Regions from separate parts of the Mus musculus genome. Here region 2 is linked to region 1. The links are chromatin contacts, called in public HiCAR-type maps. All regions are on one chromosome and are shown on one strand. Each heading gives the region's core, a stretch centred on a gene start, on an enhancer-like site or on the middle of the called end of the contact. The rest is flanking DNA. Distances are from core to core; before and after follow the strand shown. Region 1 holds the start of BC004004 (cDNA sequence BC004004). Region 2 holds the start of Pknox1 (Pbx/knotted 1 homeobox).

The links. HiCAR-type assays count read pairs that join an accessible place to other places.
Region 2: a contact with region 1 is called in a HiCAR-type map of astrocytes, with 2.9 times the contacts expected there. The contact joins the promoter of Pknox1 here to the promoter of BC004004 in region 1. A contact is called at or near these places in 1 of 39 promoter capture datasets (liver), 1 of 115 datasets of contacts at active chromatin or transcription factors (astrocytes) and 1 of 9 other capture datasets (adipose tissue).

The regions. Positions count from the first base shown.
Region 1 is chr17:29,265,800-29,270,298 of GRCm38.p6, forward strand. BC004004 (cDNA sequence BC004004) reads left to right here and starts at 2,989. Exons shown (of 9, transcript NM_030561.3): 1 at 2,989-3,203.
Region 2 is chr17:31,563,088-31,567,057 of GRCm38.p6, forward strand. It overlaps Pknox1 (Pbx/knotted 1 homeobox), which reads left to right and starts at 1,686. Exons shown (of 11, transcript NM_016670.3): 1 at 1,686-1,801.

The sequences.
Region 1 (4,499 bases), core at 1,739-4,238:
CTTTGTAGACCAGGCTGACCTCGAACTCAGAAATCCGCCAGCCTCTGCCTCGCAAGTGCTGGGACTAAAGGCATGCGCCACCACGCCCGGCTGGGGAGTACTTTTTAATTTTTTTTTTTTAAGTTTTGTAATGTTTTGGCATTTTCGATGTGTTCTACAATTATGTTATATTAAGGCAGGCCAACGTCAACTTAAAAATAATCCAGTGTCGAATCCGACCCTCAGCTCAGCACCATTTCTGACCCATATTTGACACTGCACTGTGAGGCGGCCTGTCAGCCTTCTCTGTGTTTGTGAGGGTGAGTGAGCGGTGTGAGCCTTTACTCCTCACTCACCAGTAGGCCTTCAGGGGGCTTCTCCCCAGAGATCTTAGGGGCCATGTGATTAGGCTACCCCATAGTTAGACATTCCTGTCCCTTCCTCCTCCTCCCTCGCTTTGCCCGCTTCACCCCTTCCTTCCCTTCTTCTCCCTCCTTCTTGGGCATGGCTTGCTCTTCAGGCTTCCCTTCAACCTCTCTCCCTAGCGACACCTAGAGAGACTTAACTCTGTCTGTCTTCCTGTTCTCTTTCTCCCTTAATCTTCATGGTTTATGTCATTAAGAATATCTTTATAGGGCTGGAGAGATGACTCCGCAGTTAAGAGCACAGACTGCTCTTCCAGAGGACCTGAGTTTAATTCCCAGCAACCACATGGTGGCTCACAACCATCTGTAATGGGATCTGATGCCCTCTTCTGATGTGTCTGAAGACAGTGACAGTGTACTCACATACATGAAATAAATAAGTCCTTTTTAAAAAAAAAAAAGCCTTATAAAAATCTCCAACTCAGCTTTTAATTAGTTAGGCCTGAAAACCTCTGCTATATCCAATTCATGACTCCTGAGTCAAGGTCCCTAAAAGACTAACAGACAGTTGAAGGTGACATGGGGCTCTAGGTCTCTGTCACTGTGTTACCTCTGACATCATGGGGGCTCATTCCTGAGTCCACCCAAAGCATCATAGGTGAGTGTCCCTGACCACTGCTTGGCTATGTGTGGTCTTGGTTTCTTTGCTTTTCTTTTTCTGGGCAAATCCCAGTTAATGTTTACCGAGTGATGCTGCCACAGAAGGTAGAATAGATTCATCTACACTCTGTTCCTAGCTCGGAACAGTAAATGTCTCTTCTTGGGAGACATCATCAATAAGGTTTAATCCCCCAGATTTTTTAAAAGGTTTTTTGTTTGTTTGTTTGTTTGTTTTTGTTTTTGTTTTTGTTTTTTATATGTACATGAGTACACTATTGCTCTCTTCAGACACACCAGAAGATGGCAATGGATCCCATTACAGATGGTTGTGAGCCACCATAAATTGAACTCAGGACCTCAGGAAGAGCAGGCAGTGCTCTTAACTGCTGAGCCATCTCTCCAGCCCTTCCCCCCTCCAGCCCTGTTCAAGAGAACAGCTAGAGATGCCTTGGAAAGAAACTCCCCAAAGCAGCCCAGTCTGTGAAACACCTTTTTTTTTTTTTTTTTTTTTTTTTTTTGGTTTTTCAAGACAGGGTTTCGCTGTGTAGCCCTGGCTGTCCTGGAGCTCACTCTGTAGACCAGGCTGGCCTTGAACTCAGAAATCTGCCTGCCTCTGCCTCCCGAGTGCTGGGATAAAAGGCTTGCGCTACCACTGCAAGGCTAGCCCTAAATTCTTAAAGACATTCTCTGTTCTCTTCCAGCCTGTCATCTAAGGAGGCTGCCACTCTGATCGTCACTGTTCTCTGTAAAGCTGGTGTCCTTAGGGAAACAGAACTGTACCTCTTCAGTGCAGTCTCACCTGTCTCTCTTTGCCTTGCAGCTTCAAGTGATGGGAACTCTGCTAACCCCAGTTCTCTCACTCGGTGAGGTTCTGAAAAGGGGACTTTGAGAATTTCCAAGGCCACCATAGATGAATTTAGGCTCCATATATTCTCCTTTTTAGTTTTTTTGTTTTTTTGTTTATTTGGTTTTTCGAGACAGGGTTTCTCTGTATAGCCCTGCCTGTCCTGGAACTCACTCTGCCCGGCAGCTACAGACAGTTCTAAGCCATTGTGTGGGTGCTGGAAAGTGAACTCTGGTCTTTTTCTGGAGCAGCAGGTGCTTGTAACTCCGGAGCCCTTTCTCTAGCCTGTGTAACTGTCATTTTAAGGGGTTAAAAACAAAGTCAGTTCTGGCAGGCTTAGTATGTCAGCTGAGGGTACAGGTAGTAGTGGGTGTCAGGAAAGGAGACTTATTTGTGCCTGTATGGGGAGAGCGTAGAGTGGCCTGGTGGCCTGGAGTCTTTGCTCTGGTTCATCTGACCCCATCTCACAGTCACCATGGCTTTTGAGTTATAGCATCAGGGCTGAGCCCAGCATTTTGTTTCAGGTCCCCGGGTAGAAATCAGTTAAAGGTTCTGATATAGAGGCTTGAGAGATGGCTTGGCTGTTCAGAAAGCTGTTTTCCCAAAGAATTTGAGTTCAGTTCCCAGAATCTATATCATTCTGCTCACAGTTGTCTGTAAGTCCAGTTCCATGGGATCCGGTGCCTCTGAAGACACTTATGTGCATGGAGAAGCGTACACATACTACACACACACACACACACACACACACACACACATATACAAACAGTTGCTGACTGCCACTCCCTATTTGTGAGAGAAACCTGCAGTCAGTTAACCAGCTCCATAAACCTGTTTGGCTGGTTCATGGTCAGGTGTTGTGAGAATGTTCATGTTACAATATATAATTCTTGAAGCAGTTTCCTAAGAGTACAGTGCTTAGTGATGCTTACCACAGAACCAGCAGTCAATAGATACAAACGAGTGAGCCAAGTGTAAATGGGAATGAATTGAGTCAATGAGTCCGGACCCCTAAAAAAATTTTTTTATTATTATTATTATTGTTGTTATTAATATTTTGAGACTTCTACGACTGAGAAGGCGCAGTAGTGCCATCTGGACGTCAGGGGGAGCAAGAGCACAAGCTTTTCAGATACCGCGAGATTTGCCCCGCGCCCCGCGCCCCGCGACCTCGCCAGATCTGTTTCGGAACCTGGGGCGCAAGGAGCTTTTCCTTTGTGTTCCAGCCCTGGCCGGCGGCGCGAGAACCACTTCCGGGTCGCGCTGCCGGAAGCAGGAAGTTGTTGGCCCACCCTCCTCGCCCGGCGGCTGCTGTCCCCGAGGCGGGAGGAGCCCGAGAGGGCGCGGGCCCGCATGTGAGTGACTGGGGCCCGAGGCCGGGAGGGGGGAGGCCGGCCGCCCTCCGCGGCCGCCGCTGCCTCGCGCCGCCCTCCTCGCCGCTCCCGTCCGCGTTCTGCTGACTGACAGCACCCCCGACCGCTCCCCGGGGCAGATCCCCTCTGACATCTTTCCCGAGGCTCCGCGGGGAGGGTGACGGGGTCCGACACTGCTCGAACTTGGTTCGCAGACGTGGCGGCCGTGTCCGAAAGCCCTGACCCCGCTTGCCAACCTGTCACAGATGCCTTAGCGTCACCCCTGAATGGCCCCTTCTTAGACATCTTAGCCCAAATGTTAAGGAGGAAGTACTTAATTTAATTTTATTTATTTTAATGTGGACTTAATGTGATAAACTTGGCGTCTCAGAACGTGGCATGGCACACTGACCCGTTTGCAGTCAATCGCCTGCCAGTACGAGAAAAATAAGCTGCCTAGTGTTTCCTTGCATTTTAAGACTTAAACCTTGCAAGCCATGTGTCGTGAGTATGCTATGTCAGAAACATAAAGGGACACGTTTGTCTTTTCACAGTGCCAGGCACAATGTCTTTCACAATGGAAGTACAGATTCACAAACTGGGTTTCGTTGGCTGCAATTTTGCCAAGATTTCGAGATTTCCCTTGACAGCTGGCCATCACCGAAAATAGAATATATCATTCCAGTCTTCACTGGTGATATTAACTCTCACCGGAGACTACACATCCCACAGTAATTATATGTCTATGTAGGCTATTGAATAGCTGTGTAAGGGGTAAAGAGGCCACAGGAGTTCTAAGAGGCCTTACATGAAGCAGAAGACAGATGTAAAGAGAAAGACAAGTATTCATGATAAGGTATGAAGGCTTTGGAGCTGAGGGAGGCCCGGAGCTAGACTTCACCATTGAGGTGAGCTTGGGAATGAACTGGAAGATGGTCCAGAAGGACACACAGGTGGCCACATCAACAGTGGCAGGAAGGGGAGGATCTTGAGCTCCAGAGATTGGTAGGAGTTCTCTGCTGTCAGCCTTTAATGAACACACTCGTGGTTACACGGGCAATGGGGGCTCTTGTCATTATAGCTTTAGAAGTGTTCATGGGGCTCAAGTGAAGGTGATCGATTTTTGCCACTTTCTAGGGCATATGATAAGTTGGTTTTATTTAGTGTATTTGATAATGGATCTCCTGGTGTGAATTCAGTACCCTTATGTGTTCATAGAGTTCTAATTTATTTTGATAAGTTATGGTTGGTTGGTTGGTTGGTTTGGTTTGGTTTTCCTCCCTGGCTAGCCTGGAACTC
Region 2 (3,970 bases), core at 436-2,935, 2.3 Mb after region 1:
CGGGGTTTTAACACAGCAATGGAAAGCAAAACAGGATACTCTCTTTGGTTAATCCCTGCAATTTTTTTTTTTTGTTTTGTTTTGTTTTTTGTTTTTTCGAGACAGGGTTTCTCTGTATAGCCCTGGCTGTCCTGGAGATCACTTTGTAGACCAGGCTGACCTCGAACTCAGAAATCTGCCTGCCTCTGCCTCCCGAGTGCTGGGATTAAAGGCGTGCGCCACCACGCCCGGCTAATCCCTGCAATGCTTAATAACTTTGTTCTTTGAGGCAAGGTCCCTATGTATTCCATATTGGCTAGGACCTCAAAAGGTAGATAAGAATGAATTTGACCTTCTGATCTTTGTGCTTCGACTACCCAAGTGCTGAGATAACAGGCATATGTCACCATATTAAACCTGGTAAGGTTTAATGTGTGTTGGGGATCCCACCTAGGGTTTTGTGTATGCTAGGTAAGCACTCTTATCAGCTGAGCCATATCTTCAGCTCCCAAACCCAGTTTTTCAAATTTTAATATTGTTGTTGCTATTGTATGTGGACAAATGTGTGTGCATACCACACATGTGTTGGTAGTTGGTTTTCTCCTTCCACGTGGGTTCTGTGGTGAACCGAACTGTAGCTACAAAGAGAGTGATGCCTTGGGGTGTCTGTGGAGCCTTGAGGACACAGGAGGGTGTCCTACCAAACACATGCTGCGGCTTCCTCAGGCCCCTTCCAGCCAACAGTCCTGGGGTACAAGGCTCCTCCTGAGGAGTGTGGGGTCATCAGAACCGCTTTAATCTGTGTACGGATGAGAAGCACCGATCACACACTCAGGCGGCCACTGCATAAAACTGTTGCCTAGACAAGCCAGGCAAATTGAGGGCCTCTTTCGCTCTGTCTTTTACTTCGATCAGTGAAGCCACGGGGCCCGGGGTACGCTGCTGCAGATGATCTGGTTAGGCAGAGCTTCAACTAGAGACAACACTGTCCAGTCCTCCTAAGGAAAGGTCTCTTTCTTTCTTTTTCTTTCTTTTTTTTTTTTTTTTTTTTTTTTTTTTTTTTGGCCTGGAGTCCTAACGGACCAGATGTCAGACCGCAGTCACTTCACGGTCAGTCAGGAGACTGCATCCATGGTTAGATCCCAGGGCAAACATCTCAAGCGCTCAGTCCTTCGGTCTTTAAAGATGAACGCCTACCTCCTCGCGCCTACCCCAGCTCCAGAACCTTGATTGCGAGGCGCCGCTCAGAACGAAGGGCTAGAGCCGGGAGGCCCAGAATCGCGAAGGTCCTCTGATGGTACAGCCCGTACTCCCCGCCTGAGCTGCAGATGGTTCCACCCAGTTCCACAAACCTTTATCCGAAGGGAGGGAGCAGACGAGTGCGCAGAGGAGGCGTGGTCTATAGCTCTCTGGGCCACGCCCCACGGCGTGGTCATGAAACATAAGCTCTGCCTCTGGGGCGGGGCAGGCTGCTACTGGCGCCCGGGCTGGGCCGCTGGGTGGGGCCTGGCTGAGTGCGCGCAGCGGGGCGGGACCGGCCTCTGCCCCGCCCCGCTTGGGCCCTCCCCCGCCCCCTGCCTCGCCCCCGCCCCACCCGCCCCGCCCCCCGCCCGCCGTCGCGCTGGGCGGGGGCGGGGCCCGGGGTCGGCAGGCCCCGCCCCCGCGGTGAATATTGATGCGGCGCGCATCGGCGTCGCCCTCCTCCCATTGAGCGAGGCTGTGTCGCGTGGCCCGGCGTCGGCGTGACGGTTGGACGCGGGCGCGGCACTGCGGGTCCCGATTGCTGCAGCCGCTTGTCAGTGTGATGAAGATTGGCACCCAGGTAAGCTGTCACTCAACCGCTCCGCCGCCGCCGCCGCCGCCGCTCTCGCTGCCGCCGTCCCTATCAATCACACCGGCCGAGGCCGCCGCTGCCGCCGCCTCCGCCGCTGCCTCTTCCGCCGCGGGCCAGGCGGGCGGTCGGGCGGGCGGTGCCCCGGGCCGCACTTGACCCGCGCCCGGGGCGGGGGCGGGGGCGGGGGGAGGGGTGCGCCGATGGGGGGAGGGGGCGCTGAGGCCGCGGCGCGGGGGCGCGCCCGGCTTGTTTTCCTGTGTGGGTTCAGGGGCGCGGAAATTTCTCGAAGGCGGCAGGGCCTCCGCGCTGGGCCCGCTCGAAGCGCGCGCCTAACCGTCGCTCACGGAGTGCAGCTCGCGGCTGCGGGGGCGCGCGGGCCGGCGGGGGCGCGCGGCGGCGGGCTGAGGGCCGAGGGCCGAGGCCCGGGGGCGGCGCGGCAGGAAGATGGCGGCGGGGTCGGCAGCCCAGAGGGGCGGCCGGAGCCGGTGTGGGGCTTCCCGGGGGAGTCCGCGGATGGTGACAGCGTGTCGCGCGTGTCCACGGCCCGTCGGGGAGAGCTTCTCGAGGAGCGCTTGGTCCGCTGTGCCTGCTCCGTGTGTATCTGAGAAGGGAAGCGGTGCGGCTAGGAGCACCGAGCCCGGCGACGTCGCGGCTCCAGGCTCCGGAGGCCGTAGCCTGCGCGGTCGGTCCCACCGCGCCAGCCGGGAGCGCGCGGGCCACGGGGGCCAAGATTGAGCACACATCAGGGATTCTGGATAGTTGAGACGTGGGTGTCGGCTCGACAGGGAAGCCTCTTCCAGAAGTGACTTGTTTTTGTTTTATTTTATTTTTTTTAAAGATGTGGGTGATTTCCACTAAAGGATGGAAGAACACGCCTCTAAGCAGGCCTCCTGTCATAGCACTAGAAAAATGAGCTTTCCCTAAACACTCCAGGGAAGGATTTGACTGAGGCGGGAACGCGTTGCTAGCACGCTTTTTGTTGCTCATTCGGTGTCCAGGTGAGGCAGGCAAGAGTCCCTAAACCCTCCCAGCCTGTGCGGGCCATCCCGTTGGCAATAGCGCGCTGAGTCTTAGATCCACCATTGTGTGAGGTACCGTTGAAGCTTAAGGTTCTTCCTGGAGAACTTTGGCCACCAGGGCACCAGGAGTTGATGCTCCTTAAGAGAGACCCCTGTGCTTTAGGATAGAACAAGGATGGCTGGGAAGATAGCTCGGTTCCCCCCCCCCCCCCCGCCCCCAACCAGCTCTGTGATTCAGGGGGCGGCAGTTTACATTTGGTAACGTTTCTGTGGCCTTGTATCCTAACTTTAGGAGGTCCTGATTGTGAATTGTGGAAACAAAGTCACTGTAGGAGTAGTAACATTCAGTTACAAGCTTCACTTTGGCCCTGCACAGTTAAAACCAGAACTGTTGAGAGGAAAAGAGATTTGCCAAAGTTCGAAGTGTGGATCCAGGAGCTGAAACTTTCCCAGGGTCAAAAAGAGTACCAGTCATGTTGGAATAGCTCTCAAAAATATCTGATCTAGCGAGGTGGTGGTGGCACGCTCCTAATTCCAGCACTCAGGAGGCAGAGGCAGGTGGACCTCTTTAGTCTGGGCTATAGAGTTCAATCAAGATAGTCATGGCTACATAGAGAACCCTGTCTTAAAAAAAGTATTGGGCCAAAGTGTCTCATCGGAGCCCCGGATTAGCTCCCTGTGCAGCCGGGCTGAGCAGAGCTTTCCAAGTCCTTTGGGAGTGTGGTGAGGTTTCTGTGACAACTTAAATGCTTTGTGGACATGCCTCACACTGGTTTTGCTCATCTGATCTGATTGCCTTCCTCGCTGAAGATGCTTCCTTTTTGTTTTTGTCAGTTTCTGTCCTTTTTAGAAACCCATGTACATTCAGCTGTCTTTGGTAGGAATATGGATGAATGGATGTTCAGGGCCCTCTTCATGACCTGGCAAATTTTTTGTTGGCAGAGGTGACAAGGAATTCAAGAAGTACAACAGTCAGGAGAGCTTGATGTCCTGATGTGGTGTGGTCTAACAGTGGTTGAGGGTAAGAGAAGTTAGCCACAGCCTTTGGTGGGTTAGGCTGTCTTACAGTTAGCTGTGCTGAAACACAGGGAGTTCTTGTCTAGAGTGAAAGTTTCCATCTTGTCTAGAGTGAAAGTAT